Linked DNA regions of Arachis hypogaea: region 1 is linked to region 2. Evidence: chromatin contacts called from public Hi-C data. All regions are on one chromosome and are shown on one strand. Each heading gives the region's core, a stretch centred on a gene start, on an enhancer-like site or on the middle of the called end of the contact. The rest is flanking DNA. Distances are from core to core; before and after follow the strand shown. Region 1 holds the start of LOC112710801 (serine/arginine-rich splicing factor SR30). Region 2 holds the start of LOC112710795 (folate-binding protein 1).

What was found. A called contact is a pair of places that touch in the nucleus more often than the background predicts.
Region 1: a contact with region 2 is called in a Hi-C map of leaf, with 2.5 times the contacts expected there. The contact joins the promoter of LOC112710801 here to the promoter of LOC112710795 in region 2. A contact is called at or near these places in 2 of 8 Hi-C or Micro-C datasets (both in leaf).

The regions. Positions count from the first base shown.
Region 1 is chr9:30,502,669-30,507,206 of arahy.Tifrunner.gnm2.J5K5, forward strand. It overlaps LOC112710801 (serine/arginine-rich splicing factor SR30), which reads left to right and starts at 1,512. Exons shown (of 17, transcript XR_011865648.1): 1 at 1,512-1,630; 2 at 1,982-2,086; 3 at 2,641-2,706; 4 at 2,804-2,878; 5 at 2,971-3,079; 6 at 3,252-3,298; 7 at 3,406-3,463; 8 at 4,135-4,184; 9 at 4,279-4,335.
Region 2 is chr9:30,364,680-30,369,301 of arahy.Tifrunner.gnm2.J5K5, forward strand. It overlaps LOC112710795 (folate-binding protein 1), which reads right to left and starts at 3,074. Exons shown (of 4, transcript XM_025763200.3): 1 at 2,496-3,074; 2 at 782-1,131; 3 at 125-438. The coding sequence starts at 2,613.

The DNA of each region.
Region 1 (4,538 bases), core at 262-2,761, 140 kb after region 2:
CTCTCCTCTTTTCTCTTCTCCTCTGTTCACTGTCCCTTGGCCGATCCGCCATCACAGTGCCGCCACCCTTTTCTTCTTCTCTCTTTGCGCTACCCTAGCGCTACCGTCACAATGCGAAGCCCTCTTCTTTCCATCGGCTCACCTCTAGTTCGCGCCATCGTATTTGAGCTCCACCATCACTGTCGGCCTCTCCTCCACTCACCATCATAAAACCACAGAAACCTTCCCCTGTTCTTGCCTCGAACCAGAACCCACTGCCATCGAGCATCTCCGTCGAGTCCAGAAGAGCAGCGGTGAGGTCCAGCGACTGAACGACGAGGAGCAGCGGCATCGACGAGGAGCAGCGACGGTGGCCCTTCCCCTTCCCTTCCCTCTCTTCTTCCCTAAAGCAACTCCCTTCCCCAGCATGAATCCCTTCCCCCTTTCCCCCTTATTCAATGTTTTCTTTTTTTTTTTTTTAAGTTAGAGGTATTTTTGGAATAAAAATTAAAATTTGATAAAAAAAGATAATTTTAAATCAAATTAGAACTTTCGGGACTATTTTATAGGCGAAAAAAGGCCGAAGAAGAAAAAAATTTTCGACCCCTACGTTAGGGACTAAAATCATACTTAATCCTTAAATTTATAAATTCTAAAAAAGACATAATTATTTTTTTCACTTTTTGTAGACAAAATGAAAGATTCTTTAAATACAGATAGATATTTTAATACCACTTGACAAAAATTTATAAACAAAAATAATATACATATATTTGAATATAATTCATCTTTTGTAAATAATTTTGACAGAAAAAATATTAAAATTGATTTGTATATTAATTTTTTTGAGAATTAAAATATTTATTTTTAAAAATTTTAGGGATTAATTGGAATAATACTCTATCTAAAACTAAATTAAAAACTAATTTATTTGTTGGAATAAAATTTTAAAAATTAACCTGTGTACTAATTTTTTTTAAAAATTAAAATATTTACTTTTAAAATTGGTAAGAATCGAATTGGATAATTAATCTTGCCACTTTTTTAATTTTGACATGGAGTAAATAATGGTGTATGGCATAGTTATGGGGATATAGAGTGTTTTAATGGATGATAATTGGGTCAAGCAAATCGGACGGTCCGATGGGAGGGAGAGTAATCGAACGGTCTAATTACAATAATCGGAAGGTTCGATTTGTATACTCTGAATTTTTTAAATTTTTTAATCACAAATCAGAGGGTCCGATTTATGTACTCTAAATTTTTTCAATTTTTTAAACATAAATCGGATGGTTCGATTTGTATACTCCCACAATTTTAAAAAACACAAAAAATTACAATATTAAAATATATCACTCATTTTACTTCCATATCAAATTTTTTTAGCCTAATCTAACTTCTATATTGGAAAACTACCGGTCAGTGTCATCTGCGGAAGACACGTATGAAAATTCATTGGCCTTGAACGGCGTAGATTTCATGGTTGAGTTCTTGGGAACCATGGAAGGCCATGCACGTGTCGTCTCAACACTTGTCCACTTCTCCGTGCTCTGATTTTGCTCAATAAATATATTCTCTCTATCTGTCTCTGTTTCTCTCTCACTTTAACCCTCACCTTCTATAAGCTTCTCTCAGCTTCTTCTCATTTCAGGTACGCTTCTTTGTCTTCTCTCTCGAATCCTCAACACTGTTCATTACCATTTCCTTCATCCGTGTCCAATTCTTCTTTAAGATTCCTAATACACAGGATTTCATTCTAGTTAGTGCATTTTTTTTTTCGGAAACCATATGTTAAGGTTTAAACTACGTTAAGCGGATTATTGTCTGGGAAGGCTCGGAGTGAAAAGGTCTTGATTGTTATTTTAAACACTCTTAATTTCATTTCATTTTCCCTGATCAGTACTTTATCAACTTATGATTGTTATTATTGTGATGATGATTAGTGTTAATTATTAGTTTGTTTGGAGATTTATGACGAAAAATGACTAAGTGAGTTAAACAGTGCTTCGGGCGAAGAAAAATGGCTAGACGGTCTAGTCGCACAATTTATGTTGGCAATCTTCCTGGCGATGTTCGCTTGAGGGAAGTAGAGGATCTTTTCTACAAGGTACTTTTATTTATTTATTGTTATCTATTATTGTTTTTATTATATGTCCAAAAACATATATAAATTCAGGTTATCTTCACGGTTATGTTAAATAATTTTGAAAGTCTTTAAACATTGATTGTCACTTTTTGTTTAGTTTAGCATTTGGATGAGATATGGTTTCATTTCCAGAGTATACTTTGGGGGATAAAAAAAAGGCTGAATTAAGCAGTGAAGAATCCTTAATTCTATCAATTATTATGCATTGTATTCGTGGAATGGATCATCTCAATTGGAGATTCCACTTGACTATATCAAGTCGTGGTTTCCACCATTGATGGCAAGATTGATCCTTATATAAAACTTACAAGAGAATCTAATCAATAGTGAAGATCTATATTTGACTTGGTCAATTGAAATTTTCAGTTGAGCTTTGAAGTCTCATTCCAATTTTTTTTTCTTCCAGCCATGGTAATGGGGAACACGAAATTTGTTTTGGAATGTCATTGTAGACAAGTACATCTGGAATTTGTTGCTGATGATCCTTAATTGTGTTGTTTTTCCTCTAATTGCAGTTTGGTCCTATTGTTGACATTGATCTGAAGATTCCTCCGAGACCACCAGGTTATGCCTTTGTGGAGGTGTGTCTGAATTTCATGTTGTAAGGATATGAGGGAGTATTTTCCTCAGGGTCTAGGTCACTTTTTTACATTGTGTATTGAACATTATATATTGCAGTTTGAGGATATCCGTGATGCTGAAGATGCCATTTACTATAGAGATGGTTACAACTTTGACGGTTTTCGCTTACGGGTTAGTGCATTTTTGCTTACTTTTCTTGTCCTTTGGACCTGGAACAATATCTTCAATTATTATGAAGTTTTGACCTTTATTTGTTACTGTAGGTTGAACTTGCACATGGTGGACGGGGTCATACATCATCAGTAGACCGCTATAGTAGCTATAGTGGTAGTAGCAGTAGCCGCGGAGTTTCCAGGCGTTCCGATTATCGTGGTATGCATTATTTCTTCATTGAATTTTTTATAGCTATGTATCTCTCTATACTAGTTTATTCTTATTTTTTTCTTTCTTTATTTCTATTTTTCCATAGAAAGAAACTCTTCTTTTGTTGACTTTTTCTCTTTTTCTTCCTTTTTTGGTTGTTTTTTATTTTGTGTTTGTGTAGTTCTTGTCACAGGATTACCCCCTTCTGCTTCATGGCAAGACCTGAAAGTATGGACTGATTCTTCACTACAAACACTTGAGATACGCTAGAGTTTTCGCGTGCAGGGGATTGATGGTATTTTTAATGTTTGCTTATTGTCGTTTTACATGGTTAGGATCATATGCGAAGAGCTGGTGATGTGTGTTTTTCTCAAGTCTTCCGTGAGCGTGGTGGTAAGCGTATTAAAATAGAAATTGGCTTAAGTTTCGTTTCATTTGATTTCAAAATGGTTAATGCTGATTGCTGAGGGGTGCTCAGTGCACAGCACACACATATCCACTGCCTAGATGTTAAGTTCAAGTAGAATGAGGAAATTCCTTTATGCCCTGCATTTTTTTCCTTGCAAAATTAATGAGGAAGGGTAATGATACAGGAAGATTTAGATCTTAGGCATTGAGAGGTGAGATATAAAGTTGTCTTTGGTAAAACAAGTATTCGGGTTATTCAAGAAGTTGTTGGGATTGTTAGTTGGATGGGCTCGTAAGGGCTAAATAGTCACCATAATAATATTGAATCAGGCTATACTTTATAACTGCATATTAGTTTGTATACAACAATAATCTGTCGTCTGAGATTTCTCCAAGCATCATATCAATCTTTATTTGAACAGAATAAGCTAGCCCAGTGATATTGGCTGTTTGAGTTGGTTATGTTTTCTAGTAATTTCAAATGGTGATATTGATGTAGGTGGCTGGGTGAATAACTTATTTTAGGGGAAAGTCAGTGTAGGAAAAATTGCCAATTGTCTCTTTATTGCAACTCTGAGATTAACTTCCTAGGCTTTTTTGAGCTAGTCTTTTTGTTCCTATTTTCACATGATTTATTAATGTTGGTATACTTGTAGGTATGACTGGGATAGTGGATTATACAAATTATGATGACATGAAATATGCTGTAAGTGTTGTAAACCCTTGTCATGTAATATTTTTCATGAGCTGGATTTTTCATGATATTAATATTTTTAACTATTAATGGTACTTCCTTACAGATAAGGAAGCTTGATGACTCGGAATTCAGAAATGCCTTTTCTCGGTCATACATACGGGTGGGTGGATATTATATTTTGTTACATCCTGCATTCTATTTATGTTTTTGGAATTTACTTTTTTATTTATTTATTTTTGGGTATATTTTGTAGTTTCTTTTGATACGGTCACAGTCTGGTCAGTTCAGATTTCTATGAATCCTGGATAACAATGATTTATTTGAATGCATTTGTGATTATGAATGAGAAAATACCTGTTATTT
Region 2 (4,622 bases), core at 1,824-4,323:
CAAATACTGGTTTATCAAGAATCACAGTCAATTTGACAGGATGTGCAAAGTAAGAAAAATGGGACTAAAGCTAGTTCACTTAAGAAAAGAAAAATGATACAAGGGAAAAGAATTGCATTCTGACCTTATAAACACCAATCCGGCAGTTAGAACCATCCCTCCTATGGCCCAAGAAACTCTTTCAATGAATGGGATTTTCCTAACCCATTGTCGGAAATCAGCTTTCTCAGTCAGATCAAACTGAGAAGCTTTCCATGAATCAGCAACCGAATTTAGACTCGCCATATCACCATAGCAAAGTGTTTCTTCGGAGGCAGCGTGTATCATATCAGATGGTTTCACTCGAAAACCTGCAGCAACACAAAGATCCGTACCATTGGAGACCCATTCAGCAGCCCTACCACACACAAAGTCATTTACTCCACAAGGTGCTAGCAGCTGGTGGTAAAAGTCAAACGAAAAATAGATATATATAAGGATCCAATGTTGTGGTTCAGAAAGACTAACCATGAATAACTACATTTCGTGAATATATATGTTGAAAAATATCCCTTGAAAATACTTAAGGCGTCTAATCTTAACAATTAAACAACAGTTCGTGAATCTGTTATGCATTCTAAAATACAAACCAATCATGTCCCAAAGCGAATAACTACATGTAAACTAAATGACTAATTTGGATAAAGTTATTGTTTTAAAACAGATCAAACAAAGGACCCAAACACATTCCTTCGATCCAATATATATTTTCTTTTCAAAAGTCAGGGTCAGCCATGTATACCTGTGTTTTCACATCCATAGAGAAGTACGCATTCGAGCATGCCTTGTATATTCTTTCGCAGAAGGATGCACAAATAAGAGGAGGTCCAGGTTGAGTACCAACGTGTGGATCGCATATCGCACATTCCAACATTTCCCATAAGTGCAAGCACTCATGCCCAGCTTCCCCAGTAGAAGCAAGTTTTCTTACAGCTAGCAGTGCAGGATGTGTGTGGCTTATGTCACAACAAGTGATTTTGTGAAAAACCCGACAAAGAGTCAGATCTTTGGGACCCTTTCTGGGAGGGTAACCCTCTGATTTAAAGGCAGGAAATCGACCACCTTGAGAAACACATACTCCACTGGGTTTACCTGTGGTTACAAAAAGGGAAGAATTCACAACTGAATGAAGTATTGAATACAATTCTGGAAGAAATTCATTTACGAATGAAGCGGTAACAGGCTAAATAAAGTTTGATCTACCAAAACTATTTTAACAACCTCATTTGCTCAATTATATAACCATCAGAATGTTACACATGTGATACCTAAGACAGGTGCCTAAACATCCCAACTTTTCTGGGTACTCCATGTACTATTAAAAGAAGAACGCAGAAGATGGAATGCGAAGTTCATTTCGAGAGCAAACTGTGACAACATAGAAGTAACATCTTTACATCTTCTGCCACTTGATATCCACAATATGGGCATATAAAAAGTTGTTCAAGGCAATCTAACTGCAGGAGGTTAGTGATTGATCCATTGCCAAGATATTTTTCAGGCAGAGTCCTACTGCATATTGCGCATTCATTAATGACAAAACTAGAACATGATGGAAAATTAGGATTAAACAAGGATCTTAACGAGCTAAGCCAAATTGCCAAGCAGTCACTCTCCTGTATTTGTCTACATCCAAGAGAAAGAAGGAAGAAAAGGAGAACAAATTTTTGGTTTCTGGTTAGTTGTATCTAGTTCAAGTAAACATAATATCCAAAGCCTCAGTAAACCCATTTTCTATTCTTCAAATCCAGTGGCAATCAATCGGTTCCATCAAGATTGCCAATTTTTAATATGCTTCACCGCATCATGGATGGATGGCCATAACACACTGCAACTGCAACACTTTTAGTTACACTCACTATTTCATATAACCCGGCTGCAAATCACAACGAACTAAAAAATAGCATTCGGTGTAGAAGTAGAACCCCATTGAAGCACGCATTAAATGTGCTCGAAGCAAACAGATATTTCTCTCTAGTTACTAACCAAATGGAACTAAAGTTACATGTAAGTGATATTCACAAGTGCATAAACCCCTGCTGCAATTTGCAAAGAACTCGAAAAATAACGATCGGCACAAGAACAGAACCCCGTTTCTGAGATAATCAAATGAAATAAAAGATTGAATGACCTGCTTGGATGTGTTGCCAGTGTGTGTCAAGTCACTAACTTGCTACTAATAAGAAATGAATAATGTAACACCAATTTTGGTCATAACAAGGCTGAGCGGGTGAATCTATCTTTGGCCCAAAAAGATTTAAAAAAAAAAATTGAACTTTTAACAAATTGAAAGGTTTCCAAGATCATAACTAACCAAAATATACCGTGTCTGTATTTCACAAAATGAAGGTGTAAAATCTCAATCTATCATATATAATTGTTTTTGTCTTGTGTGTTGATTGATTAAGCTCAAGAGCACATCTAATCCGAGAAGATTATAAGAGAGAGAAGCTAACCGGAAGAGTAAGGTAGGAAGAGATTGAAGAAGAGGAGGAAAAGGAGGAAGCCATAATCGAAGTTCTTGGGTCCGAGAAGGCACTGGGACTGCTTCGATAACCGTACAACCACCACCATATTACAACCTCGATTTCATTGAATACACTCCAGACTCCACCCAACCACGCTGCAGTTGAATCCAAGCTCTAGCTTCTTCTTCTTCTTCTTCTTCTTCTTCTTTTTGGACTGATTCTTCTTGTTCTTTTTGGACAATTGATCCTTCTTCTTCTTTTTCTGTTTTTGATCAGGTCTTCTTCTTCTTCTTCAGCTTCTTCCTTCGTTTTCCCTTGGGCTTGGAACAACCTGCCTCACTTTATCAAGAAAAAAACACAGAAGTAAAATTGGGCCACGAACACAAAAGACATGTGAGCCTACTACTACCGGTTTGAATTATGTTCCTTAGACCAAAATAAAACAGGTACGTCAAGTTTATAAAGACCGTGAAAAATATACCGAAAAAATAAAACGAGAGAGAGACTGTGAAAATATTTTCTATTTTATTCTTTTATTTTTGAAAATGATTTTTTTTTTTCAAATTCTCGTATCTTAGACACCAAAAAGCAATTCTCATATCTTAAAACATGCAATTACTTTGTCAAAGTAAATTTTGTTTCCAAAGATAAAAAGTAATAGAAATATGTTGGTTGGTTTATTTTTAGTTTCGAATTAAAAAGAATAAAATTATATTTTTACTAAATAAAAAAGTTGAGTTAATCGATCAAATTTATTTATTATCTAATAGAGTACTTTCATATTTATTATCTATTATATATTACTAATTTTATAATTAAAATGTATCACATATCACACATTTATTATAATTGAAATCAAATCTTTTCTTCTAAAATTAAAGAGTTCTCCTCTCTTGTCTCTCTCTTTTTTTATCTCTCTCATTCATTCACTCATTTTATTTTTCTTATATATTATTATCAATAACTAATTATAAATTTGACAATCAAAATATATAATATAACATTCTCTAACTGCATTCAAATTAAATTAAAATTAAAATTAAAATATTAAAATTAAAATTAGTTATATTATATATTATATTTATATATCTATTATTATATTTCCTAATTTTATAACTAAAATGTGTCACATGTCATTTTTTTATTGCAATTGAAATAAAATTTTTTCTTTCAAAATTAAAGAGTTGTTTCCTCCTTTCTCTCCCTTACTCTATCTTTCTCATTCCTTCACTCACTTTATATCTCTTATATATCATTATTAATGACTAATTATAAATTTGATAATCAAAATATACATGACATTCTCTAATCGCATTAAAATTAAAATATAGTTATATTATATATTATATTTATATATTACTAACGAATTTAATAACAAAAATGTGACACATGACATTCTCTTATTAAAATTTAGAAAAAATATTTCTCTCCATAATTAATAAACCTCCTCCTTCTTACATTCTCTTATTTACATCTCCTTCTCTCTTTTCTATTTCTCTCTATCATTCCCACTCTATATATAATTTATATTTTATATTAGTAATTTGACAAATCAAAATGTGTGACTAGATATTTTTTATTATAATTAAAATAAAAGAAATTTAGCTTCCAAAATTAACAAACTCTATCTCTCATTTTTGTTCTTTATCTTTCTCTTTCCTTTCTCTCATTCTCCATTTTTCTCTACTTTTTGTTCTATAAAACATAAAATTAACAACATAATATAATATAAATAAAAAATTAATATATGCATGCTTTTTTATTTAGTTTTAAATTTTTACTGCTTATTTTTCTAATATATATTTTCACTTCTTTTTTTTCAAATATTTATTACATATAATTTAGAGAAAATACAAATGTTGTGATTAAAAGTTAGAATAATCAAGATTCAATTATTTTAAAAAAATAAATTTGAATTAATTTTATAACTATCAATATAAATTTTTTATATTATATTTTTATATATATAGAGAAAAAATATTACTTTTATATAGTAAGCATAAAAATTAATTATGTCTAATTGTGCAATAGACTTAATACTTAATCAAATATAAAAGTATATACGTTAAATTATTTCAAATTTTAGATAACGAATATTAAAATTAATTATTAGTG